Linked DNA regions of Mus musculus: regions 1 and 3 are each linked to region 2. Evidence: chromatin contacts called from public Hi-C data. All regions are on one chromosome and are shown on one strand. The core of a region is the stretch at or near the end of the contact, and the rest is flanking DNA. Distances in the headings are between cores, read along the strand shown. Region 1 overlaps Nfib (nuclear factor I/B). Region 2 has its middle 83 kb from the start of Gm11264. Region 3 has its middle 22 kb from the start of Gm46886.

Evidence for each region. Hi-C and Micro-C count contacts between places; a contact is called where the count stands out from the background.
Region 1: a contact with region 2 is called in a Hi-C map of the N1E-115 cell line, with 4 times the contacts expected there. The contact joins two enhancer-like sites. A contact is called at or near these places in 2 of 39 promoter capture datasets (3T3-L1-derived adipocytes and hippocampal neurons), 1 of 484 Hi-C or Micro-C datasets (the N1E-115 cell line) and 1 of 9 other capture datasets (embryonic stem cells).
Region 3: a contact with region 2 is called in a Hi-C map of the N1E-115 cell line, with 10 times the contacts expected there. The contact joins two enhancer-like sites. A contact is called at or near these places in 1 of 484 Hi-C or Micro-C datasets (the N1E-115 cell line) and 1 of 115 datasets of contacts at active chromatin or transcription factors (a beta-TC-6 cell line).

Annotation. Positions count from the first base shown.
Region 1 is chr4:82,301,545-82,305,878 of GRCm38.p6, reverse strand. The region is part of intron 11 of Nfib (nuclear factor I/B); the gene reads left to right. Among named protein-coding and RNA genes, the nearest start is that of Nfib, 200 kb to the left of the region's middle. Within about 2 kb of position 1,493, at least 116 of the 459 cell types and tissues checked have an H3K27ac peak or open chromatin away from gene starts, as enhancers often do. A contact at or near this core is called in the N1E-115 cell line, where this site is marked.
Region 2 is chr4:82,146,670-82,151,196 of GRCm38.p6, reverse strand. No RefSeq gene overlaps it. Among named protein-coding and RNA genes, the nearest start is that of Gm11264, 83 kb to the right of the region's middle. Within about 2 kb of position 2,501, at least 12 of the 459 cell types and tissues checked have an H3K27ac peak or open chromatin away from gene starts, as enhancers often do. A contact at or near this core is called in the N1E-115 cell line, where this site is marked.
Region 3 is chr4:81,954,343-81,958,710 of GRCm38.p6, reverse strand. No RefSeq gene overlaps it. Among named protein-coding and RNA genes, the nearest start is that of Gm46886, 22 kb to the right of the region's middle. Within about 2 kb of position 1,615, at least 9 of the 459 cell types and tissues checked have an H3K27ac peak or open chromatin away from gene starts, as enhancers often do. A contact at or near this core is called in the N1E-115 cell line, where this site is marked.

The sequences.
Region 1 (4,334 bases), core at 244-2,743, 160 kb before region 2:
AGTAGTTATTGTGAAACACTGCTTTTCTTTATAAAATGTATGTTCTCTATCGAAAGACTAAAAACCAAAAACTTAAAGATAATTTTCAGTAGGTTGCAAACTGCATTCACACGTGTACGTTTATGTAGACAGGTAAGTGTCACATGCGATGCATGTATGTGGACAGTCCTGTTCCTATAGAATTAAGCTACTGTTTACTTCAGCATTATTTAGACTATCCTGGCATGTCTCCTAGGTTAGCATTTCCTGCTCAGGATTTCTTATCTTGACACAAAACTGCAGTCCGGGGCAGCTGGGTTGTTTCTGAAGTTCCTTGGGATGGTGGTGGTGGTGTGTGTGTGTGTGTTTGGGGGGCTGGGGGGAGGAGGGGAAGCTGGATTCCCATCTCTGAATCTTCTTTTCAGCTGTTGGCTCTAAAGTGTTCACATTTTTATACAGCATCCTGGGGCCCTAGCACCACTCCAGGACTAATAGAAATGCTGACAAGCTAGGTGGCATAGGTGAGTCCTTGGTTCAAGGCTGAGAATTATGAAATCTAAGGTTGCATCTGAGCAGGGTTTGGTACCAGGGCAGCTGCTGTTGTCATCCTTTGCTTTGAATAGTCTCGTGAAAGCAGTGACTTTCTGTCCTCATCAGCATCATTTGCACCTGTTGGGAGAGCAAAACTGAAGGCGGTAGTATTTTATTCAGATTATCCGAAATGGTTTTCACTCACTCGCTCACACACACACACACACACACACACACACACACACACACACACACACACAGTGTCTCTGTCTCTGATCTGGCTATTGGAAGCAGTGTTGAGACATCATTTTCGCCTACCTTTCTCCATTTATAAAGAGAGATTTGTCCAACTGGCCGTTTCCTTTTTATCTAGACAAACTCTTCAGAACACTTCCTAAGAAATTAATTGTATTCCAGCCAGACTTGCATGCTGCCATCCCACAGGAAATGGGTCAGCAATCCATTAAGATGCCATTAGATAATCTAATTTGGAACTTAATCTCTAAATTAACCATGCTCCATACTTGAAGCATACTTGAGAGAAAGAAAAAAAGTTTACGTTTGAATCGATAGGGGAGCCGAAGCGTGAAGAAGGCTGTTTGTTTTTTCTGTAGCTGTGGTCACGTCTCAAGCCGTCTGGTAACCAGGAGAAACCAGACATGATGTAATTCCAGATTGAACTTGAACTTCAGGGACTTAGCATGGGGGAACAATGGGCCATAGGAATCAATAATGTCCATTTTCCACATGATTATGTCTGGAGCTTTCCCGTCAACCCTTTTGGATGGACAGTGTGGCCAAAGCGAGATGATCCAGGGACAAGATGTTAGAGGAAAGAGAACAACTTTCTCCATGGTACTTTCAGAGCAGCGCTGCAGATTCCAGCGGGATTAGAAAAGTTCCCGCTCTGCAGTGAAGTGGGAGCTCGTTCAGAGCACTCTTTGTTCGCCTAGGTAGGACAAACTTAATCTTCCGTTTCCTGTCAGATGGTTTTTGGCAGCAGAGCCAGAGAGGGAGGAGCAGGATTCAGAACATTCTCAAAATGCAAACCTTACTGGTTAACCCTTTTGCAGCTAAAGGAAGTGTGCTAAATGCTGACCTTGTTTGAAGATGGTTTATGCAAAGCACCGTGTAAACACGCACACTCTCTGCTGAGGAAGTCAGCTCCATTGCGGCCCACACACCATCACTTCATTGTTGTGATCAAGGAGCTGGAACTAGGTGTACTGTGAATCAGGTCATATTTAAATAATAGAGCCTAGAAATGAATGTATTTTTATAGGAAATGCTACAGCAGTAAAGACAAAAGCCTGTTGAATTTCCACATGGGGAATAATAATATTTATGTTGCATATCAGAAAGTGTAGAAATAGAGTTTCCTCTCCTATTTTCTTCGTTCTGGGAGCTCTCTGCATATGTGAACACAGTGAAAGGGCCAATGTCATAAATATAATTGTTAACTCCTTGACATCTTACTCTTCAGAAATCTGGTATAAACAAGTCCTCTTCTTTAGAAGCAAAACTGTAAAAATAATACTAGTATTTGCTTTTAAGAAAAATCATTTGTGAAAGAGTCTCCTGGCTTTTATACAAACTCACATTTCTCTTTCATTTAGTATGCCTTTGGGGAGCCTTTCTGTGAAAAGCACTATTTTGGAGAACCGGAGTTTTTTTTTTTTTGGTAGGGAAATGTCTGTAGTTGAAGAATCACTTATGCAAATAAGAGGAGCAGTAACCCTTGTAACAATAGCATTGAAAAGAAGCCCAGGGGTGGAGAGGAATACAGACTAGAGAAAGGCTGGAAATCAACATGTGGGCTTCCCTGTGGCATGGTCTGGGAGGAGTAAATGACTACAGTTGGCCTGTATGTTTTTATATTTTAATTGGCAATAACATCCGGTAGCTTCATAAGTGTGTGTGTCTGTGTGTGTGTGTGTGTGTGTGTGTGTGTGTGTGTATGCATGCACGGGTGTCTTGTAATTGATTTGTAGTTAACAACTTCATAATTTTCTATCATAGGTTTTTTAGCTCTAAAATATGAGCAAAATCAAATCTTTAAAAAATATGCTTAATTTCCTGATTGAGGGGAAGGATTGCCCTTTAAATCTTATTTACATTTGACTGTTGTAAGCAAGTAAGTTTTTGTGACTTTTGAAGTGCCTGGGTTCCCTTGTTGAAGGGCCTTCTAACATCATGTGTGGAAGGAAGCCTCTATAGTAAAAGCAAAGGGTAGCAATGATCTGGTTCCCTAGACAGCTGCGCTGTCCCCATGTGAAGTCACTATTGCGTGTCGTCTTTTGCAGATGCAGTACTTCACTGGTATATGATACCCCCTTTTTTTTTTAAATTTGGAAAATACTTTCACTAATGCGTGCTACAATGAACCCTTGATCCAGCGTCCCCCAGAAGCAAAGCCGTCTGAAACAATTGACTATAAACCAATGAGGTTTGACAGCCTCCCATTTGATGTTATTTTCAAAAGTGTGGCTCCCCAAGGATTAACAATAAAGAAGGCTATTTACCTACTTAGTTAAGAAATAAATACACTTCTCTTTCATTACTATGAAGTGCTATTGCTTGCAGTTAGATTCATTCTATGAGCCACCTGCAGTTTATGATATTTGGTGTTTCCCAGAGAGCCCACTGGGGCCCTTTGCAGAGCAGGTAAGAGCTAGCGAGGGGGCTTTCTGATGCAGACTATTACAAATAGTTATAATCATTAGAAATCATCTTGCATGCAAATAGGATCATTCATATGGCGATAATGATCATTAAAAATGGGAAAAATAAATCAAAGAAATCCAGGACCTCTATAAAGCATGTAGTATAATTCACTTTCACTCTGGCCCCTTGTAAAAGGGGGCTCAAAAGCAAATTACTGTCATACATCCACATCTGCACACACACAAAACAAAGGCACATATTATTTTCAGTTGGAAAGCAACTAACATTGGATAAATCAATTACAGTTACTAATGTGGAATTATTCTTGTTCAGGAGATCTCATGCATCTAAGTGTCAGCCATAAGCCATTGGATATCATTTATAATTCACCTGCAGTACAAATATAGGAACAGGAAATTGAAATGTTTTTCACAGAGAGTTGAAGTAAAGAGTATGGGTAAGAATGCAGATTCCAGGGCTCCAATCCTGTGGCTAAGACCTGGGCTTCTGCTACCTAATACAGTGTACAGTTGGGCAAGACTTCAGGCTTCAATTTCCTCATCCATAAACTAAGCATGAATGTTGGTTGTTAGGATGAAAAACCTTAAGGTAGGTCAATCACATAGACCATGTATAGCAAATCACTCATGCTGTGTAAGTGCTATTGATCGGATGCCGTCTTCTTTGTTCTAATATATTAATAGATTCAACCTGAAGCATGCTCATTTATTCTGTCCACTGATGTGAATGAGTTGTTTTTCACAAGAAAGCAAGCAGCTAGTTAAGATGCAAGATAGTATATCTAGACTTAACTAACATACCTGAGCCAATTCTTTCAGACTTTTTTTTTTTGCTTTAGCAGAGAAAATTCCTTCCTGCATGTTTTTGGAAAAGATATTAAAACCAGCATGTTAGTAATTTATCAAAAATGTCCTTTGGCCAAAAGAATAACAGGTAACACCTGAAACTGGTGCAAAGTAATTGAAAGCAAATTTTTCTAAATTACCATTTTCTGTGGTCTTCAGGCTCCCACCACTATCTGTTAACAATATGGCTACTTTAATTATACAACAGACTTTGTATAAACCTAACAAATCTTTGTTCTCTATTACTTAGTATTGCTCAGGTTTCTTAAAAGAGTTCCTATAATCCTTGAAGGA
Region 2 (4,527 bases), core at 1,252-3,751:
TTCAGCTTTATTTCTGTCCACTCAACATGAAGTAGGTGATCATGGAGAACACCTAATACTCAGCTCTTGTTTTTTTCCAGGGGAAAAACAAAGACAAAGAGAAGGGCCCAGGATTCTAGAACCCCCTATCTTTTGCTTTCTCTAAAACTTGAATGTGTCTAATCTTAATCCAGCTCTCCATTTCGTTATCTTTATCTGAGGATTCATTTCTCCTAGATGATAAGAGCAAACAAACAAATTATAGCTAAAGTTTTAAGACAGAGGTAAACAGATCAAGAAAAATGCAAACAAAACTATAACCAAACAAAAAAAAATAGATACTGGATATCATAGACTGCAATTGAAAGGCCACCATATCCGAGGTGTATCTAGCACTGAGTGCTACCATCCTCAGTGTCTTAGGAAACCAAGGCAACATATTAGGTTTTCATTGGCTCTGGTCCTTCAGTGCTCTCACCTATTGATTTCACAAGATTGTTCTGGAGCCTTCTTTCTCATGTTCTATAATCTCATGCCTCTTGTGTTTGTATTTCTAGCTAGAACTTCCTCTTCTTAAATAACATCCCCTTCGTCTGTCCTTAGATTTCAGGTTTCTTTTCCTGTACTGTATCTCATTTTTATAAACTCAACTCCCAAAGGTGTTAGCCCACAAATCAAAAGAAGGAATCCAATTATGGTGTCAGCCCCCCCCCCCCCAAATATATAGGGAGGATCATCTGGGTTAGTGAAGTGTGGGTATACATTTCATAATCAGATGACCCAGGACGTTTAGGAGAACCAGAGATCCAAAATCCTTTTTAGATTCCATTAGATGATGTCTTCTTGATGAGACTAAATGGCCAGTATGCAAGGTTTCCCATGGTTCAACAATCTGTTTAGATTTTTTTCTTCCCTAAATAAATAAGGTGAGGGCCTTGGGCTCCTGGCCCTCTCCCAGAGCAAGTTTACACACCCTTGAAGTCTTAGTGGAATCCTGCCATCTCTCCAGCAACACTTAATTGGTTTTAATTATCCCTCCACTGAAGCTGAACCATCTCTCACCCAGGCCACACCACAGAACATGGCTCGTAAGTTTTATGAGCCACCTCATGTATCCTGTCCATGTGTGCAGCCACCTCTTCCAGCAGAGCAATCTATCAGCCAGGTAGCCCTGCCTCTGACAGGCTTGGCTGGATGCTCAAAAGGAGGAGCTTTGTTCTTGATGACCCTGTAGCATCTGGAAACTTGGAGAAGAATAGAGATTTGCACTGTGCAAATTTCCATGTTAAATGGGAATTGGACTTGGAATTGCTTAGGTCAAACTTGACCTCCTAAAAGAGTTTGAGATACTTATATCAGTTTTCTTTGCTGGGAAATGAGGTTGCATTTCAAAACTCTAGTGGTGTCTCAGGTCTGTGCTGCATAGGAATTCAGTGAATACCTGTAGAATAAATGAAAACCCCAAATTAGAGACACTGTCCTTATGAATAGATTAAGCAGGATATGGGAAGATTCAAAATATATTTCATAACTTATGTCCTTTCCTTGTTGTGAAAGATAATATAAAGTTGCTTTAGAAAGTTTTGATATTGTCATGAATTTTGGGGTGGTGGTGGTGGTGGTAGATAAGTGTAGAAAATATATCTAATACTAAAAGTATAAAATTAATGTGAAGCTGCAGAATTCCTTTCCAAATGCCTACTCTAATTGTATAGAAGTTCATTAAGTTGTGTAGACTTTGGGTCTGGTTAATTTTGGCATGTGATTTTTTTTTTTTTTTGCTTATTTGCAAGTGTTTTTAAATAATAAAGTTTATAAAATTAAAAAAGCATTAGCCCACCAAAATAAAAATTTGTGCCTCCCTACCTCCAGCTACTCAGAGTAAATGAGGAGAAGAGAGTGTGAGAGCTTTTAGTAAAAGTAGCTCAATAATTGCTTTGCGAGAATTGTGACTTATTTTCTTTTCTAGACAAACTAGGAGAGGTAGCAGGAAGATGTACCAATTATTTGGGAGAGATGCTTAATGGATACAAACCTAATGGATAAAGTTTATCTCAAGTAAATTAACTAGGTTACTAGGTATCTCAATTTGTCTTAGTTAATTCAGAGTTTAAGGACTAATGATGTGAAGCTAAATAGCAGTCATAGGTCCAAGGATGCTCATCCCCTTCTTCTGGAATAGCATTAGTTTGTGGTAGAGTTCATATAGGGTGCAACATTCTGCTCAGGTGGAAGACATCTCTGCTCTTAATTCTTTGCTTCAGAGAGGAAGTGAGTAGCAGCCCTCACTGCATATGGTCCTGGAATTTGTCTAGCTGGCTGTCTTGCCATCGCCTCTACCCTATCATCATTCTCCACTCCCTGTTTTGACTAGAGGTCTTGAATACGTCATGTAAAGTGGTGTTGACACCAAAAATGTCCTGTGATCATCTTTTGCCCCTTTGTCCCTTCAGATGTCATTCAAAGAGGGAGGGAACTTGGCAGAAGAGCACAGCCGGTTTTGGCAACAGCATCCAAGACCCAGAGACCTCATGGCATATTGGCTGGGGGAATGTCCCCTGACTTGGTGCCCTTGTGCATCTGTTGGAGTGGGAGTGAGTTTAAGTGGATGAGGTGTGGGTGTATATTTGTGTAAAGGGTGAAAAAAAAGTCTCCACTAGAATAAAGAAAGGAATGCAAAAGGGATCAGTTAGGCGGCCAACCTCAGGGAGGAGGGAAGGTCAACAGACTCCCTTCTAAACCCGTAAATGCACTTTGTAGCAGGAGGCTGACTTTTTTTTTTTCTTCAAAGTAAATTACATGCAAGCTGTAACCTTGTGCCACTAATTATACCCAGCATACCTCCAGGGGACTCCCCTATTAGCCAGGGTCTTGTCACTCTTGCCACTATCCCCCTACTCAGTCACACCCCGCTGAAGGCTCAAGTTGCAGGCTGTACTCAACATGAAATACTCTTAAAAATAAAGGGTCCTGGGAGGCCAGAGTCAATTCTATGCATTTGGCTCTTGTGCAGAGGAAGTTTTCTTGTGTTGGACACAGACATTCTGAAAAGAGTTCCCTCCCCTTTTAAATTTAGTTACCCTTAGATCAGAGAAACCATAGCCAAACACGTATAACATTCATCAACAGACTGCAATATAATAAAACATCCCTGCTTTCTTGTAAGAAAATGATTGTATGCAGGGTTTTTTTTTTTTTTCTTGGAATGGAAATCTGGAAAAAAATAATTTAAAAGTAGGTCCAGAGAAACCTCCACAACAGGTCTTAGAATTCATAGTAAGAAGGAGTCTCTTTTGTTACATTTCTTGTAAGAGTATATTTGGAAATCATTAATAATACTGTGTGAAAATTTGGAGAGGCACGCATAACTGCACAGAGCCCCACACTTAAAAAGATCTTCCCCATAGTTTTAAGGCCAGTAACAGTCACCCTGAAGCTCTGTACGGTTTTCCACAGCAGTCTTATACAAACTTCATGTCCCTCTTTCTGCAGTGGGCTACAGGACAGCAAAGAACATCAGTTGAAAATCAGTGAATACCAAACTTTGGGGAACTTGCTGCCCCTTGTGCCAATATTATTTTTGGAAATAAATTTCAGAAAAAGATGAACATATTTATCTTCTCCTTGAAATCACACTATGATATACCAGAGCCATTGTTTTGGTTACTCTGAGTAATTAACTCAGTCACAGCACTCCTGATTCCCCATAGCTTGCTTTGTCTTGACCAAAGCCTTTTGATATATTTCCATTGTTAATTCATTGGTTTAACCATTGACCGTGTTCAGCAAGATCTTTTTAAAATCACGCAGCAATATCAAAGGCTAAAACATAGCTATGCCCCTAAGAAGGTGAACTACAAAAGCAAAAATCTCTGCACTTGAAGAGAATAATGATCTTTGATATGACAAAATGTTTTAGGACACAGTGTAAAAGAATTGACAGGATGATAGAATCGATGCAGAAGACTTCTGAGTCTTTCTGCTCCGTTTTATACATGTCGGTATAACCTTACCATATTGAACAAAGATGAAGGATATTTTAGGGGGAAGGGATGGCTTAGAGATAGAGATAGAAGCAACTTCGTGCTCAAGGAACAGGGACTCGGGCAGAGCCCAGGTAGAATGAGATTCATAGGACACAGGAAAGGAAGCCAAGTTGTGGTGTGGACTGTTGGTTTAGCGGTAAGTACTTATCCAACCAGTGTTAATGGAATAGGAGAAATGTCCCCATCAACCTGTTGTTTAGAAAGACAAAAACAAATGAAAACAAAAACCAACATATCATGAAATAGGATTACGAAGTAATTGAGAGATGGCTCAGAAGAGATGGAGATAAGAACACTAACATCCCAGCACAGAGCTATGGAGTCTGACTACTCTGTCCCCAAGGGAACTAGGATTGACCTTTCATGTAGGGAGGAGACAGAGGAAGCGGCATTTCATAATTTTTGTGCAGCCCTAGCTTGGAGGTTCAACTCGAGATTTATTTTGGGTATACAGTGTCTTCCAATGTCTGAGTTAGCTGGCTGACTGCTTTCCTGTCCTGAC
Region 3 (4,368 bases), core at 366-2,865, 190 kb after region 2:
AGTCCTAAGACATCATTTCTGTCCCAAAACTGTTATGGTCTCTGGACTATTAGCCTTGAACTGCTAAAGGTTTTTTTTTCCTGGATCTTTTTGAAGGATGTTACCAACTTTCCATCTTCACCATACTGGCCTGCTAATAAGGAGAGAATAGTAAGTCTGCCATAGTGCCCTTTAAAAACAAGACTACCAGAAGTCCCAGGAAGACTGGAGGATGTGAGTGGATCAGAACCAAGTTTGCAACATAAAAATGCAAATGACTCTGAGATTCTTTTTCCTTTATCCTTCATAATAATCGTTGATACTAATATCTATTGCTGCAAAAATGCCACAGTGCCCATGTTAGAGTGCCGTTAAAAGCTCTCAGTACAAAGGGATGCTCTGTTTCGATAAAGAAAGGGTTAAGGGCAGACCTCACAAGGCGGTGTGTGATGCAGAGTCAGCTGGAGCTCTCTCATCATATTGTCCTCAAACTTTCTTGTTCTTTTCTCACTTGTTATTTCTTCCTTTTATTTTACATCTAGCTGGGATTGCTGCGTGTAACTCAAGTTTGCGGTTTGTGGCTCTGAGCTGTCACTGTCCTCTGCAAGTGCATGCCGGTCTTTTCAGAATTCTTTCCCCACCATTCTTCCAGTAGTTCAAGTTCTTTAGAACCAAGATTTGTGCATATTCCAGAGATTATAAAATTTTAACTTTTACACTTGGCTACTGTTGGCTGTCTACATTCCTGGCAGTTTGTGTAGAGCAAGACATGCATTTCTGAGCATTTGACTTTGCAGATAAATGTGAGAAGTGCTCATGGTTCATGAGAGAGATGAACAAGACAATCCAAGATCATCCCCCATGTTCTGTGTTAATTTGCTTATCAAAACAAAACCCTCTGCTTCCTCCTCTTTCTTCTTCTGTAAAACATTTATTTGGAGGGCTTTTATCCTCCCATGTCCCCCACCCCACCTCACCCCCCAACCCCCTCCAAGAAGAAATTTAAGCTCCAATTAGTGCAAGAGAAGGGAGGGAGGTGCAGACTTGGATGCTAAATTGCCTAGAGCCTGCTCTCCCTCAAACAGACCACAAGATTCTCCAGCCCAGTTAATTTCTTCCCATTTAACTAATAGAAGGCTGGGGAGTGACCTTTGCAGGCCAGTGGGTAGGAGCTGAGGAACACTCCCCCCAAATGAGGGGGGGGGATATCTCTGTTTACTACACAGCAGGTTGGCCTCAGCTAATGACATTAATCCCCCTACTGCATTTCATTAGGTGACAGACAAGGAGCCACACTTTGGAAGGAACTGTTTCACCCAGCAGCCAGCTGTGGAGAAGAGCCACTCCAGGACCAGCACCGCCTCTCCTCATTTGCCTTTCGTCTTCTATTATCCCTGACATGTTCACTGAACTACAAGCTGCACATGTTTAAAAATAATTAAATGTACTCCAAACAAATAGGCAATGTTTCCTCAATCGTTGCAGTGAGCTTTCCATGTTTGGACAGATTTTTTTTTCTGTTCATTGGGTTCATCAGGCAGCCCAGTTCTTTACTGTCACTCCTGAAACCTAGCAGATAAATCCCCAGGGCAGGCTGCTGCCCCAGTACCGTCACTTGCTCTGACCTTGGACTATAGTCCTTCCCAGTCTGAAGGTCTCCAATTTGGAGTAATCATGTCTGGACTCCCAGGCTTGCAAATGGAGTCACGGGGCAAATATTTTTAAAAGCAAGATAAACTTGGGATTTAAAATGGAAGTGTTGGGAATACTGAGAAGAGACACTCCAAGCCGATTAACCTTTTGGGACAGTTGCTGATAAATGTGCAGACTTGGGACCCTCCTCACTCTCATCAGTCCTGAACATTTTGCACACTAAACATTGCCAACACGGTGTTCTTTTCTTTTTAAAAGTAGTGTTTTCCCATTAGAAGATGAAGAAAAGGGGGAAAGAAGGCACAGCTTGTAATGTTCCATAAAGCATAACACATTAAAATACACAGATAGTGGTCTAAATAGATGACTCAGTAGTTAAGGACTCATTTTAGAGGGCCTGGGTGTTGTTCCTAGTACCCACATAGGGTGACTCACAGCCACCTGTATCCTCAGATGCAGGGATCTGACACCCTCTTGTGGCTTCCTTGGGTACCTACCTTCATATGCATGCACACATAATTAAAAATAAAATAGAAACTATACACACAGAAAGCTAGTCAACGAGAAAAGAGACTCTCTGTGCTCACACAGCACGGAGTCCGCTTTGAGAAAAAAATGAAACTAGCCGGGTGGTGGTGGCACATTCTATGAATCCCAGCACTCAGGGAGCAGAGGCAGGCAGATTTCTATGAGTTCGAGGCCAGCCTGGTGTATAGAGAGAGACTGCCAGGGCTACACAGAAAAATTCTGTCTTGAAAAAAAAAAACACACAAAGAAAAACAAAAGATAGCAAACAACAATAACAAAACAAACAAAAAAAATGAAAACAAAATTCTTTTTGTAGCTGAGCAAAATTCCCCTTATAAAAACAATAAATACACTGAGGAGCCAACAATGTTCTCAGCAATAGTTCTTCAGTAACTGATTGAGAGACAGGGACATTTCTCTGTTTCTCACTATAGTCTCACTGCATCTTGCAAAAGTATAGCTCCTCCCTTTGAATAACTCTAGTTAAAGCGTGTGCGTATAGACAGCTTTGTACTATAAGGAGGTGAAGAGAATGGAGGAATAGAAGGTGTCGGTGTAATTAGGGTCCCTAAAATACTGCTGTGGTTTAGCTTGATACAAGAACAACTTTAAGTAAAACCATAAGAATGAATGCTGTTTGGTTTCTTCAAGCAATATGCTCAAGTGTGATTTGAATCAATACTGACAGCAGTTAATGTGCAGAGACATTCATTTATCCATTGACTGCTTTTATACTGAGTGGTGCCCAAAGTAGGCTTGATGCCTTGTGAATTTTTTTTTAAAGATTTATTTATTTATTATATGTAAGTACACTGTAGCTGTCTTCAGACACTCCAGAAGAGGGAGCCAGATCTCGTTACAGATGATTGTGAGCCACCATGTGGTTGCTGGGATTTGAACTCTGGACCTTTGGAAGAGCAGTCGGTTGTTCTTACCCACTGAGCCATCTCACCAGCCCCGCCTTGTGAATTTTAAAAAGCCAACAAAAACGTGTAGGAGAGATCAGTATCTCACTAAGGAGGAATTTATTTTTATTCCCTTTCATATATTACACCCACCCCATCACAGTTCCCCAGTTCTCCCCTGCCGCTATCATCTCCGCAAGCCACCCTGCGCCTTCTCTTCCCCCCCAGATCCACCCACTTCCTTTAGAGAAGAACAGACCTCCCAGAGTCATCAAACAACATTTTATAACAATCTACGATGAGACCAGGCACATCTCATCATATCAAGGAAATGCAGGACAAGGCAATCCAGTAGGAGGAAAAGGGTCCCACAAGTAGTCAAAAGAGTCAGGGACAGCCCTTGCTCCCATTGTTGGGATTTCCACAAGAACACCAAACTACTCAGCTATAACATATATCCAGGAGACAGGCTCCCTGATCTCTGCGAGTTCCCGTGAATCCAGGTCAGTTGATTCTTCGGATCATGTTCTCGTGGTGGGTCCTTGACCTCTCTGCTTCCCTAATCATCGCTGGGCATCTTCCACAGGTCTCCCTAAGCTTTGCCTAATGTTTGTCTGTGGTATTCTGCATCTGTTCTGAACAGTGGCTAGATGATGTCTCTCTAGTCTCTTCATTCTACTAGGTTCTGGTCCTAACACACTCTGTAGGCAGGACAATATGTAGGTTAAAGGATTTGTGTCTGGGTTGGTATCCCAATCCCTTCACTTGAAGCCTTGCCTGATTAAAGAAGATGACCAGGTCAGGCCCTGTATTCCCTATTATTCTCGTGGACTCCATGCAAGATCCATTACACTAGGCTTCTATCTTGCTTCACAAATGTCCCCCCAATTCCAGTCATTCTCCCAGTATTTTCCCTCTCTCTTTCACCACATCTGATCCTCCCTGTACCCAACTCCATCTGATCCTAGTCCATCTGAGAAATCTATTCTATATCCTTTCCCCCAGAGATCCTTGAATCCCCTCTTAAACCCAAAGAGGAATATTTTAATGTACTGCAAAATTGCTTATTAAACCAGTAATCTCTATACCAGGAATTTCCAGACTCTAACCTCCAGGTCAAATCCTGCCTCCCTGCCTCCTTTCCTTGTAGGAATGGGTTGTGAACTATGTGGCTTTTGGCATATTTTTAAGTTACTGAAACAAAATTCAAGAGGAATATTTTGAAGTTTGTAACAATTCCTTGAAGTTCTAGTACTCAGCAACAAGGGTCCATCAAAGCCCAGCAAGACTCACTCAGTTCCAC